Regions from separate parts of the Sus scrofa genome. Here regions 2 and 3 are each linked to region 1. The links are chromatin contacts, called in public Hi-C and HiChIP or PLAC-seq maps. All regions are on one chromosome and are shown on one strand. The core of a region is the stretch at or near the end of the contact, and the rest is flanking DNA. Distances in the headings are between cores, read along the strand shown.

What was found. Hi-C and Micro-C count contacts between places; a contact is called where the count stands out from the background. HiChIP or PLAC-seq counts read pairs in DNA pulled down with a chosen protein or histone mark.
Region 2: a contact with region 1 is called in an H3K27ac HiChIP or PLAC-seq map of alveolar macrophages. The contact joins the promoter of PGAP1 here to the promoter of ANKRD44 in region 1. A contact is called at or near these places in 1 of 5 promoter capture datasets (liver), 2 of 47 Hi-C or Micro-C datasets (embryonic fibroblasts and fetal skeletal muscle) and 1 of 2 datasets of contacts at active chromatin or transcription factors (alveolar macrophages).
Region 3: a contact with region 1 is called in a Hi-C map of alveolar macrophages, with 4 times the contacts expected there. The contact joins the enhancer-like site here to the promoter of ANKRD44 in region 1. A contact is called at or near these places in 3 of 5 promoter capture datasets (fetal skeletal muscle, liver and skeletal muscle), 18 of 47 Hi-C or Micro-C datasets (alveolar macrophages, brain, embryonic fibroblasts and 9 more) and 2 of 2 datasets of contacts at active chromatin or transcription factors (alveolar macrophages and skeletal muscle).

Annotation. Positions count from the first base shown.
Region 1 is chr15:101,209,359-101,213,039 of Sscrofa11.1, forward strand. ANKRD44 (serine/threonine-protein phosphatase 6 regulatory ankyrin repeat subunit B) reads right to left here and starts at 1,814. Exons shown (of 28, transcript XM_021076238.1): 1 at 1,560-1,814. The coding sequence starts at 1,586.
Region 2 is chr15:100,818,718-100,822,398 of Sscrofa11.1, forward strand. PGAP1 (GPI inositol-deacylase) reads right to left here and starts at 1,886. Exons shown (of 27, transcript XM_021075856.1): 1 at 1,612-1,886. The coding sequence starts at 1,758.
Region 3 is chr15:100,890,228-100,893,908 of Sscrofa11.1, forward strand. ANKRD44 (serine/threonine-protein phosphatase 6 regulatory ankyrin repeat subunit B) reads right to left here. Exons shown (of 28, transcript XM_021076238.1): 20 at 2,728-2,845; 21 at 1,057-1,273. Among named protein-coding and RNA genes, the nearest start is that of PGAP1, 71 kb to the left of the region's middle. Within about 2 kb of position 1,739, at least 1 of the 83 cell types and tissues checked has an H3K27ac peak or open chromatin away from gene starts, as enhancers often do. A contact at or near this core is called in alveolar macrophages, where this site is marked.

The DNA.
Region 1 (3,681 bases), core at 564-3,063:
ATCCTTTCCAGCTCCAAAATTCCACGTGAAATTCTTCTGTGTACGTGACAATGACAATAAAGCCTATGAGAAGCACTTTTTATACTTTGAAGACTTAGGAATTAACAGAGAAGCACAGTAACTTGCACTGGCAAAGATGACAAGACCAAAGCCGACTAAAACTGGAAGATTTAAAACAAGCAAATGTCTAACAGTTGTCGAAGTATGTGCCCAGAAGGTGGAGGGAAGCCTAAACGAATATCAATTTACACTTTTAAATGCTCTGGAACCAATGGGAACAAGTAGATTCATCAAGATTACCAGCTGCTCCTCCTGCTAAATTTAAGGGTAACATAAATCTTAATTAAGTGATCCCTCCCCCACAAAAAGAAAATTTAAAAAGCCTGTAAATACTTATGGAAAACAAAGCAAAACTTTGAATCTGAAGGCAGGAGAGCAAACCACTGTGGTGATGGATCGCATTTAAGTCGCAGGGGTTCTGACTTAGGACATAAACTGAGGACGGCGAGGCACCAGATGCAACCCACTTAGGAAGCTGTTTAACACCAAGGACTGGCATGTTCGACCGCGTGTGTCAAAGTCAAGACTGCCTCTCCGCCTATTAGGACCACAAAACAATGTTCGTTCCACCATGTATGAATAAACGGCAGAAGAAGAAAAAAGCAAGCTGTTTCCTTCTTTCGTGGAAGAAGCTGCAGAGTTTTGTCATGCAACTTGCTTGGGCGCCTGTGAGTGTCAAGGTCCTCAGAGCAGCACAGTCCGCAAAGGCAGGGTATTTCCATTCCACAGACCCGCAGCAAGGACTGTCAGGCGAGTCAGCAATAACCCCACCTCTCCGATCCAGGACTCCAGGGCTGCCCTGTGCGGTGTCTCAACCGGAAAGCAACAAAACTGATGAACACACACAGAGGGTAGCCCACTACCTGAGAAGGGAGCCCCGGACCGGACTTCTCCTCCTGGGAGAGCCCGGCCAGGGCCCAGAGCGCGGTCTCCAAGAGTCCCCATCGCGCACCACGCACACTGCCTCTGGGTTACTAAAGAGGAAGTCAAAATGTCATGTCAAAAGGATAAAGACAGCCCGACCACACAAGAATCGCTGTCAGGGCGGGTCTACGGCTTGGCTTGGAAAGGGGTCCGCAGGCTGTGATCCCTTTTCCCTCTCCATCCACGGTCCTCCTGCCGGCGGCGCGGACCAGCCTCCTCTCGGCCCGCACGGGCTGGCGGAGCCCACGCTGCGCAGCGCCGGAGGCGCACCTCAAGCCTCCCCTCCCCCTGCCCAGCCCGGGCCCGCGGACAACGCACCCCCGCGCACCCCCTTCCTCAGTCCCCAAGGCGCCCCTGGCCGAGCCCGCAGTTCCGAATGCCCCGCGCCGGGCAGCGCCGGGAAGGAGAGCCTCAGCCGCCGGCTTTCAGAGGAGCCGGCGGCCACACACACTCCTCCCCTTCGCCGCGAGTAAACAGCTCGCGGGCGCGCTCCGCGCCGCGCCCCCATCCCCCCGCCGGGGCTCCGCGCCGCCCCGCGCGTCCCGCCCGCCGGCGCCGGCGCCGCCGCCCCCTACCTGGTCGGTGAGTTTGAGCACTGCCATTCTTCTGCTCCTTCGCGCGCACACACATACAGGTTCCCGGTCCACAGATGTCACGCCAGGAGCCGGGGAAGCGGAAGGGATTGCCAGGGGAAGGGAAAAAAATCTGGCTCCCGAATTTGACAGCCCTCCCTATGCTCCTCCTCCGCCGCCTCTTCCTCCTCCCGCCGAGAGGCTGACACTGGCTAGTAGGGTTTGCAGCCGAGCCCGCCCGCCTTTATACAGGAAGTACCGGCTGCTGCCAGCCGGGCCGCCACTGACATCACCGCGCGCTGCCTCGCTCGCCGCCGCGCCGCCTGGCCGACGCTGCCTCCTGCCGCCCGCGGCCGCGCCTCGCAGCCCGCGGGCCCCCGACGCCCGCTCGTGCTCGGCGCGCCGCCGTGGGCCCAGACTGCCGCCTGCTTTCCGCACCTGCACATTGCGCCCGGGGCGAGCGGGATATCGGCCCCAGGGTCGCCCCGGCTGCCCCCACCCCCAGACCCAGGACGTGCGCGGTTAAAGGCATCCCCAGGGGCTGCTCGTGACCCTCCTTCGCCCCGTCCCACGCACACAAACACACACGGTCGTACAACCTGATGAGCAAGTCCTGCTGGCACACCCCGAGGGGTAAGAAAGGCTGCACCAAAGTTTTAACCCGGGAGACTGGGAGGCTGGGTCACACTCTAGATTGGCCTTCCCCTAAACCTCTCCCCTGTCCGGAAACAGTCCAGTACATCAAATGATCACACCTGGGTCAGGTACCACAGTGCTAATGCTCTCGTTATCTAAAGCGGGGAGCCCCCCCCACACACACACACACACATTCTTTAGCAAGTGTTTTTCAAAACTTGAGGGTGGGGATTCGGGCTTTGGCCCTTTCGCCTTTTTCTCCACCTACCTCCCAGCTAGAACACACAGAAGCCCATCATTAAATTCAAACATTGGGAGGGAAGGAGGTAAAGTGGAATTACTGGAGAAGAAAAGCGATCCTAAATTACCGCATTAATGGGCCCTTGAGTGTTTCCACCAGTTCTGACTCATTCCAGATAACGATGCTATTCAACAGATAGAAGACCCAGCTGTCAAACAGCGAGAGATGCATACACGATGGTCATATTCATACACATAGTGAAGAGTTGATACTTCTGGAATTCCGAGCAAACGATTCCTTCAACAACCCTGTACTGAGTGCTGACTTTGTACCACAGAAGGAAAGGGGGAGCATAAATATTCCAGATACCCAGTCATAGGGGGTGTCTGACACGAATGAAGTGGTCATCACTAATGAATGTAATTACAGGCTGAGATAAGGGTTGGGGGCGGGGGGAGAAATACTCCTGAAAGGAATCTGTGATGCAGGAATCAGACCAGACTGGTAGGTGAGGATAGGCTTCCCTGGGAAGTGACAAGAGGTGAGATTCTGCAGGAGGAAGGGCTGGGTAGGCAAGTACATGGGGTGCTGCTCCCAGGCAGCCCCACATGCCCCTGGCATGGCAGGGAGCAGACTTGCATTGAACAGCAAACCAGAACTGCAGTTCCTGGGGCAAGACCAAATAGCTACCCTTCATTCACAAAGTAAAGGTGGGCTCTTCGTTCCTAACTTCTGAGCCTCCCCAGTCTGCTGAGAAAGGAGAGGAGAGAATGGTAGCATGCTCTTAGCATCCCCCATTTATTATCTAACCATGGACTTGTGATTCAGATCACGAAGACAAGGGGAACCAAGAAATCACTCTCCTGGCCTCCACTCCACTAATCTTCAGTAATGCACAGAGACTAAAAAAAATTTCCCTCCTAAGGCCTCCCTCAAACACAAAGTAGTTTGCTTTTGTTGCATCTGTGGAGCAGTTCTTCACTGCTGTTGTTAGTATGTCTATTTATTAATATTACTGCCTGGCTTTGTGGGTAACTGGATAGGACACTGACCTCTCTTGTTAAATATAGCCATCTTTCAGAAGAGTGATAACAAATGACTTGATATGGCAGAAGTATTCAAGGTCCACTCTGGTTCACCATGGGCATGCCTACATGCAAGTTCTTGGAGCCTGATTTGAAAGGAGGAGCAAACAGTTCTCAAACCTATCGGGTCCAACATCCGATTTTGTAACTAGGTTTCTTTGCT
Region 2 (3,681 bases), core at 636-3,135, 390 kb before region 1:
TTTAGTTTTTTAAAAATCTAAGCTAAAAGCTCACACATTTAACTACATATATAGCTTCTGATAAACATAAATTGGCATATTCATATAAAAATTAAGAGAGAACAGTAACATGTTAAAACCTCTTCCTTCAAGAGCATCTGATATCAAATGCTTCCACTTCCTTATAAGCACTGATGCGAAACCAAGGTAAGGATTTCAAAACAAATGAAATCTAAATCTGAATTTTGCCCATAGGAAAGGATGCCCTTAAGCAATTTAAACCTTACATAGATTTAAGATTAAATAATAGCAGGATAATCAAATAATACGCTCCTCCATGATCTGCACACAGAAACAATCAGGATCTCCATACTTTACCTTATTGAAAAAATTTGCTACGGTTTTAACTGCATTTTATCAATATGCATTACAGTACATACTTTTTTATGGTAGAGAGTTCTCATTCCAATATATATTCCATAACTAGGAGAGGAGTTTAGAAAGAAAAAAAATCATTCAGGAGAAATTTCTTTAGATGATTGTGTAATATATCGTTTACAGCTGGTCATGAATGAAATCCTGGAGTCTACTATGCTAATAAATCAACTGTGATTAAAAACATTCAAAATGGGATAAACAACAAGGTCCTACTGCATAGCACAGGGAACTGTATTCATTATCCTGTGATCAACCGTAATAAAAAAAAGGCATGAAAAAGATATATACACCTGAGTCACTTTGCAGTAGAGTAGAAATTAACACAGCATTATAAATCAACCACACTTCAATAAAATTTAAAAAGAAGAAATCTAAAATGAAACGAAAGAGGTGGGGAAGGAGAGAGGGAGAGAAAGAAGTCTCTCTTAAATTGCAAACACAATGAGAAAACAAAAATAACACCATGAAATAGATTTTTGGGCGCAACTGGGAAAAGGCGACATGCATCAACACAGGATGCATGCAAACGCACGGACCCCTAACCTACAAAACGGGGGGCTCCGCCAAACCGTCACAGGACTAGCTTCCTATTTAATTACTCATCAGTTTGGCCTTTCACAAGAGGTAAAACCCTTAAGTCTCAAAGGTGGCCTTGGGAACTATCTGGTCGATACACGCTGTGCAGAAGCTCGGTTCCTTTCTCGAAAAGCGAGAGCTGACGCGCAAATTACTGCGAGGGAGCGGAAGAATCGCAAAGCTTCAGAAGCAAAGGGGGGCCCGGGGCACCTGTTAGGGCGGGAAGGCGGGAGGGTGAGGTTTGGGTTTCGGCAGAGAGGATGGGACGGCACTTCTCGAGGAGAGCAGCGACGGCGGGCCCGGCCCTTCGGAACAGCCGGTGCTGGGGCTGTGGGACCACGAAGGGGACGGAGGATCTGGGGAGCCACCTCGACGGGAGCGGGAAGGATGCTCTGGGAACCGGATATCAAATATCCCACCGTAAAGACAGGACACAAAGGGCAGGAGAAGGGGGCCGCGGGGGACTGCGAAGTCTTCGGGGGAGGAGAAAGCAGAAGCTAGCTTGGGATGAGTGGGCGGGAGAGGCGCGCGGAGCCGAGGCAGGAAAACGCAGAGAAGGGGCAGGATGGAGGGGCTCGAGGCTCGGAGCGCCCGGGTGAAGGGAAAGCGGAACCTCACCTGATACTCCGGATACTCGAACATGTAGCTCATACTGCACTTGTTCTCCTCGAAACCGAAGAAGACGTCCCATAACCCCAGAGTCGCCATGAAGACCATGAGGGCATAAAACGCCAGATTCCAGAGATTGACCGAGTGAAGGAACATGGTGCCGCGAGGCCGCCAGCTCTGACCGAGCGAACCGCGGAACGCCCCGCAGCTCGCAAAGGAGCAAAGCCCGCGCGGCGCGCGCCTGCGTGAACGCCCGGCCAGCCCGCGCCCCTGCCGCGCAGTGCGCCTGCGCGCAGCCTCTCCTCACGCCTCCCACCCGGCTCCTCGCTGGGAGAGCGGAGGCGGCGTTTGCCGCGGGAGCGCGAATCTGAAGGCTGAGAAAGCAGAAAGCGGAGTGGGCTGGGCTGGAGGGAGAGTGGAGAGGGCGCGAGGAAAAGGAAAGGGAGTGAAGCGCAAAGAGAAGCAGACGAGGAGGGAGAAGAAGAACTAGCGAGGGATGGGCGGAGCGCGGGAGTCCTGGAGGCGCGGGGAGGGAAAGGCTTGGGGGTGGGCGTTGGATGGGCGGGCGTGGAGAGGAAGAGGCGATTAAGGAGAGCGAGCGGGCGGGCCACGAGAGCGGTCCCCTCAGAGCCCGGAGACCATCAGTTGTCACGTCGCAAACAGCTCTCCCTGTGCAGTTAAATAACCCTAACCGTTCAATTTTGAAACGCCTCAGGCCTCCGCAGTTTCTTCCCCCAGGGAGGGTTGAGCATATTCGCAGCTCTCTGGACCAGTTAGCTGGAGCCGGGAACAAATAGCTTTTTCTGCCTTCTCTGACCGCCGACCTCGGCCCAGTAGGTAACAGCGCTTAAAAGCACTGGCTCATTAAAACAAACAACAACAAAACTCCCACCAGCAGGTAGGCACGATTCACGTCTCGGTATAAGATGAAAGCCTAAATCACAGAAAGCATCCTTGATCTCTTAAATGTTACCAGGTTTTCCCATTAACCCGGACGCCCCCATAGGTGATCTGCGTAATCAATGTGTCTCTGACTTCCCTTGCGCCCCAGCACCCTCACCTCTTCGGAAATAGGTTCCATGTTAACATTAACTTGTGCAGGCACATTAGCTCAAGCTTCCACTCAGACTCCCTCAGGTGACTTAATTCAATCTGAGGAATTTCGGTTTGGGTTTCGCACAAAGGTGGTAAAAATCAGCTCAAAAAGCATTCATATTCAGCTTCAAAACACTAAAATGTTTGGAGTTAGACATGGTAGCACCCTCTAAAGCTGACCCAACAGCAGATGGGTGTGTGTGTGTAGGTAGGTAATTGCACCGATTGAATTGCATTTTACTTGGGCTGATTTTCTGGGAATTTTGCTGTGCAGAGGAAGTTTGGCTATGATAAAAAAAAACAAATAATTTTAAAACTAAAAGGAAACTTATAGTTTATGTTGTACAGTACCATGATTTTCAGATACAAGAGCACCTGGGGTCGGGGTGCAATTGCGGAGGAGTTATTGCCAAGGGCGGGATGACCAATCTTTCGGAAAAGGATTTAAATTGTACATTAAAAAGGGAATACATTGAGTCTGAGAGCTAGAGAACATCACAGGCAGGATGTCTGCTCCTCGTTTGCCCTAGCATATCATGACCAGCACAAATAAACCAAGGATAAAGCTATGCTTATCTGTTTATCCTGGTGCTTCTTAAACTTAATGTACATATGAGTCACTTCGAGAGTCTGTTTAAAAAAGCAGATTCTGATTCAGTAGTTCTGGAGTGGAACCCAAGATTTTGCATTTCTAACAAGCTCCTGGGTGATGCCAGTTATTCTGGTTGGTGGACGACACTAAGTAACCAGGATCTATCCATTCCCGAGGACTCTGCTCCATAGAGAAACCACTGAGCTCACTCTTCACGTGGCCTTCATGAGTTGTGGCAACCTGCTGCCTTGATTGTCCATGCAGAAAGAAGTGCAAGAGAGAGAGTCAAGGGACTCTCTGTTAGTTTTTTGTTTTGGGGGGTTTTTTTTTTTGTCTTTTTGTCTGTTGTTGTTGCTATTTCTTGGGCCGCTCCCGCGGCATATGGAGGTTCC
Region 3 (3,681 bases), core at 489-2,988, 320 kb before region 1:
AATAAACTATGATTGATATGCTAAAGGAATATGGTAAAATTTATTAAAATTAAAAATATACATGCCCTCATCATAATTTTGCTCCTGGAAACTTATCTGACAATTTAAGATACCATACCATGAACACACACATGCATACACACACTGCAGCACTGTTTGTAACAGGAAAAAATCTGAAGACAATATGAATGCTCATCAACAGGGATCTGGTTGAATGAATAATAAATTCTGGTACACACACGCACATTCATACATGTCTATATCTATTAATCAATTTGCTACAAAAGTACAACTATTAAAAAGATTGTTTCTCAATGCATATTAATTCGTAAGGATATCTTAATAGGATGTTAAGTATACAATAACAAAAATGTTATAGAATAATATTTGTTATATGATTTCAGTTTTAAAAAGTAGGTGCACATACATTTGTATTTATTTACATTCTCCAAGAAAATTATGGAAGATACACACCAAATTACATCAGCAAGTGAGTTTGGAAACGAAGACTTGATTTTACTTTAGACGCTTCAGTATTTTTGAAATTAGTGTGTATTTTCTTTTCTACCCAAATAAGTGAAACACAATTTTTTAACCCTTCTTAATAGCAAGTGTAACTAAATAAATAGAGAATAAGAGACCTAAAAAAGAATACCTGAAAGATAAATCATGCATCTACCATGGTAGTCAATTGTGACAGATTTTTATACCATATATATTTTTTTTGGTTTCAGCTGTGTTATTTTAATTCCTTGCAGGATCCCTAGTTATCTCATAGAGATAAGAAATGTTGATTAAAGCTGGTTATTTCAGTTCATCGCAAGTTCTGATTAGGAGTTACATGTTACCAATTAACAAAAAAGGGGAAAGCAAATTTTCACTCCATGAAGGCATCATGGTAGCCACGGAGGGGGAAAAAAAAAAAGAGTATCTTGAATGTAGAATGATTTGAAACCATGCTTTTCAGCAAAATGTTATGTTCTCACCCCCTCTGAGATCACAGTGGCTGCTGGGGTAGGAAGTCTGCTGCAATCAGCCAGGTGACAATTAACTTACCATTGTAACAAGCCCAGTGCAGCGGCGTGTAGCCTTGGTTATCTTTGAAAGAGCAGTCCTCCTCAGAAAGTGCCATCTGGAGCAACTCGCTCAGCCACGTGGCGTGGCCACGAGCAGCCGCATAGTGTAAGGGTGTCCGCCCTCTGGAATCTTTACACAGGATCGACACTTCTTGTTCCAGCAGCATTTGCACACATTCCTCGTGTCCCGTCATAATCTGATGCATCACAATCAGAAACACAACACAAATCTCAGAAGACTCAGGAAGCAAAGAAGTTGCCTAAGTGAGGCTGGACTCAGAGGTAGTGGACATACTCAGCCTGAGTCTTAAGGGAAATAGACTCTACTTCAGAGGAGAGAGGAAAGACAACCTGGCAAGGTTCGTAACAGGAAGATCTGTATGAATATCAGCATTTTAGAAACATCTCCCGACTCTCCAAACACAACCAGGAAAGTATCGTGATATAATGAAAAGCATCAGCTTTAAAATTACAGAGATGTGAGTAAATTCTGGCTCCCTCTTATAAAACTTGGACAAAGTCAGTTTGCCTCTCTGGGCCTCACTTTATCCACCTATAAGTGGGAATAGTAATAATGACCTCACAGGCTATAGTGAGGACCAATGAAATATGTCAAGGCTCCCAGTCTGCTGCATGGCCCACAGGAAGTACCAAGAAATAAGACCCGTGATTATGACATTAACCACTCAGAGTTCCTCTTCTTTTCATGGATCACAGTGGCCAGCACCATCTTGAAATAGCAATTTTCTGATTTCTGCTTTGGTTTCACTTAGATTTTTTGACATGCTTTAAAAAACAGTTCAGCATTAAAAATAGCATGGCTCCTCAAAACTAGGTGATCATTGGAATAATTTATACCTACACACAATGAAGGATTAAAAATGATAGGGCAGAAAAACATTTAGTGATATGGAAAAAGGTGAGAAGAAAAGCAAGTTCTGGAGTTCCCAATGTAGCTCAGAGGTCAGCGAACCTGATTAGCATCCATGAGGACGCAGGTTCATTCCCTGGCCTTGCTCAGTGGACTAAGGATCTGGCTTTGCCATGAGCTGTGGTGTAGACTGCAGACGCGGCTTGGATCCCGCATTGCTGTGGCTGTGGCATAGGCCCGGGGCTACAGCTCTGATTTGACCCCTAGCCTGGGAACCTCTAAATGCCATAGGTGTGCCCCTAAAAAGACAACAACAACAACAAAAGAAGCAAGTTCTAATACATACAGCATCTTCAGCATTCTCTTTTTAAAATTTAAAACAAATCTATACAGAGAGCAAAAGATTGGTGAGATATACACTGAAGAGTCGTTCTCACCAGGAGAGGGGATTACTAGTGATGGTGATTTTCTTCGGGCTTTAAAAAAATACATTGCAAATCTCTTATGATGGGCATGTAATCAGAAGGCAGAACCCATTCTGCCGACAGCAGGTGTTCATGTACCTGTTATCACAAGCAAACGTGACATTTCAAGAGCAGGAACTGAGTACCTGCCATTTCTTTATCTTTGCAAAAGATTTTGTAATTTCTTTTTGGCTGACTGAAGTTAATGAGTTGTCTTGGGAAACAATCCTCTTACTAAAAATGCATCTGGGGAAGAAAAGGAAGAAATAAGCTCACTAGAAACGGCTTGACTAAAGCCAAGGAAGAATGTACATACCCCTCTGTGTAAAGCTGTGCAGCCCATGATGTCAACAGCATCTACATTTGCTTCCTTTTCAAGTAACAACGAAACAGCATCAATGTGTCCATATGCTACTGCAAGCATCAGCGGGGTTCTAGCGAAAGAGAGACATTAGGCTTTTAAAAAGAAGATTAAAAAAAATTCATCACTTCCAGACCCTCTGTCTCTTTCTTTCTCAGTATCTCTCCTCTCCTGACAATTGCTGAGTATTTTCTGAGTGCCCCAGTGGCTATCTGCGACTTGGAACAAGCTATCTGCCTCTGATCTCTAATGGTCGGGTGGAATGGTGTCAGGAGAACGATCAACACGGGTGGGGGTGGAAGGAGGTTTCTCCTCAAAATGTTCATTTGCACCCCATCATTTCTAAAACTATGTGGCCTTGCGTAGGAGTCTGTGTATGTAGAACATGCTCTTGCTTCTACCAGAACAGCTCTACTTTCATAGTTTTCTATGTCAGACTTCGGCTCAAGATTTCATGTGAACAAAGCCTCCAAGAAAAGTTGGACTAGTCCAGGGGAAAGAGCCCAGTGCTGGGATCCAGGAGGGGAGCCTCCAGTTCTGGCTTCAACACAAACTCATCTATCTGGGGTGAGTCACTAGGGCTTTATTGCTCTGCATTTCCTATTCGTGAGAAGAGTGGATCAGAGAATGGGACTAACAGATGGAAAATACTTGGGAAAAACAAACAAACTGAGGAGGGATAAAAATATGAAGGATGCTTATGGTGGTGAGAACTTCTTGAGGTCTATCCTATTCCATTATTATTTTTAAAAATGAGACTGCAGGGAGTTCTTGGGGTGCAGCGGAAACAATCCGACTAGGAACCATGAGGTTGCAGGTTCGATCCCCCGCCTCCCTCACTGGGTTAAGGATCCAGCATTGCCGTGAGCTGTGGTGAAGGTTACAGACACAGCTGGGATCTGGTGTTGC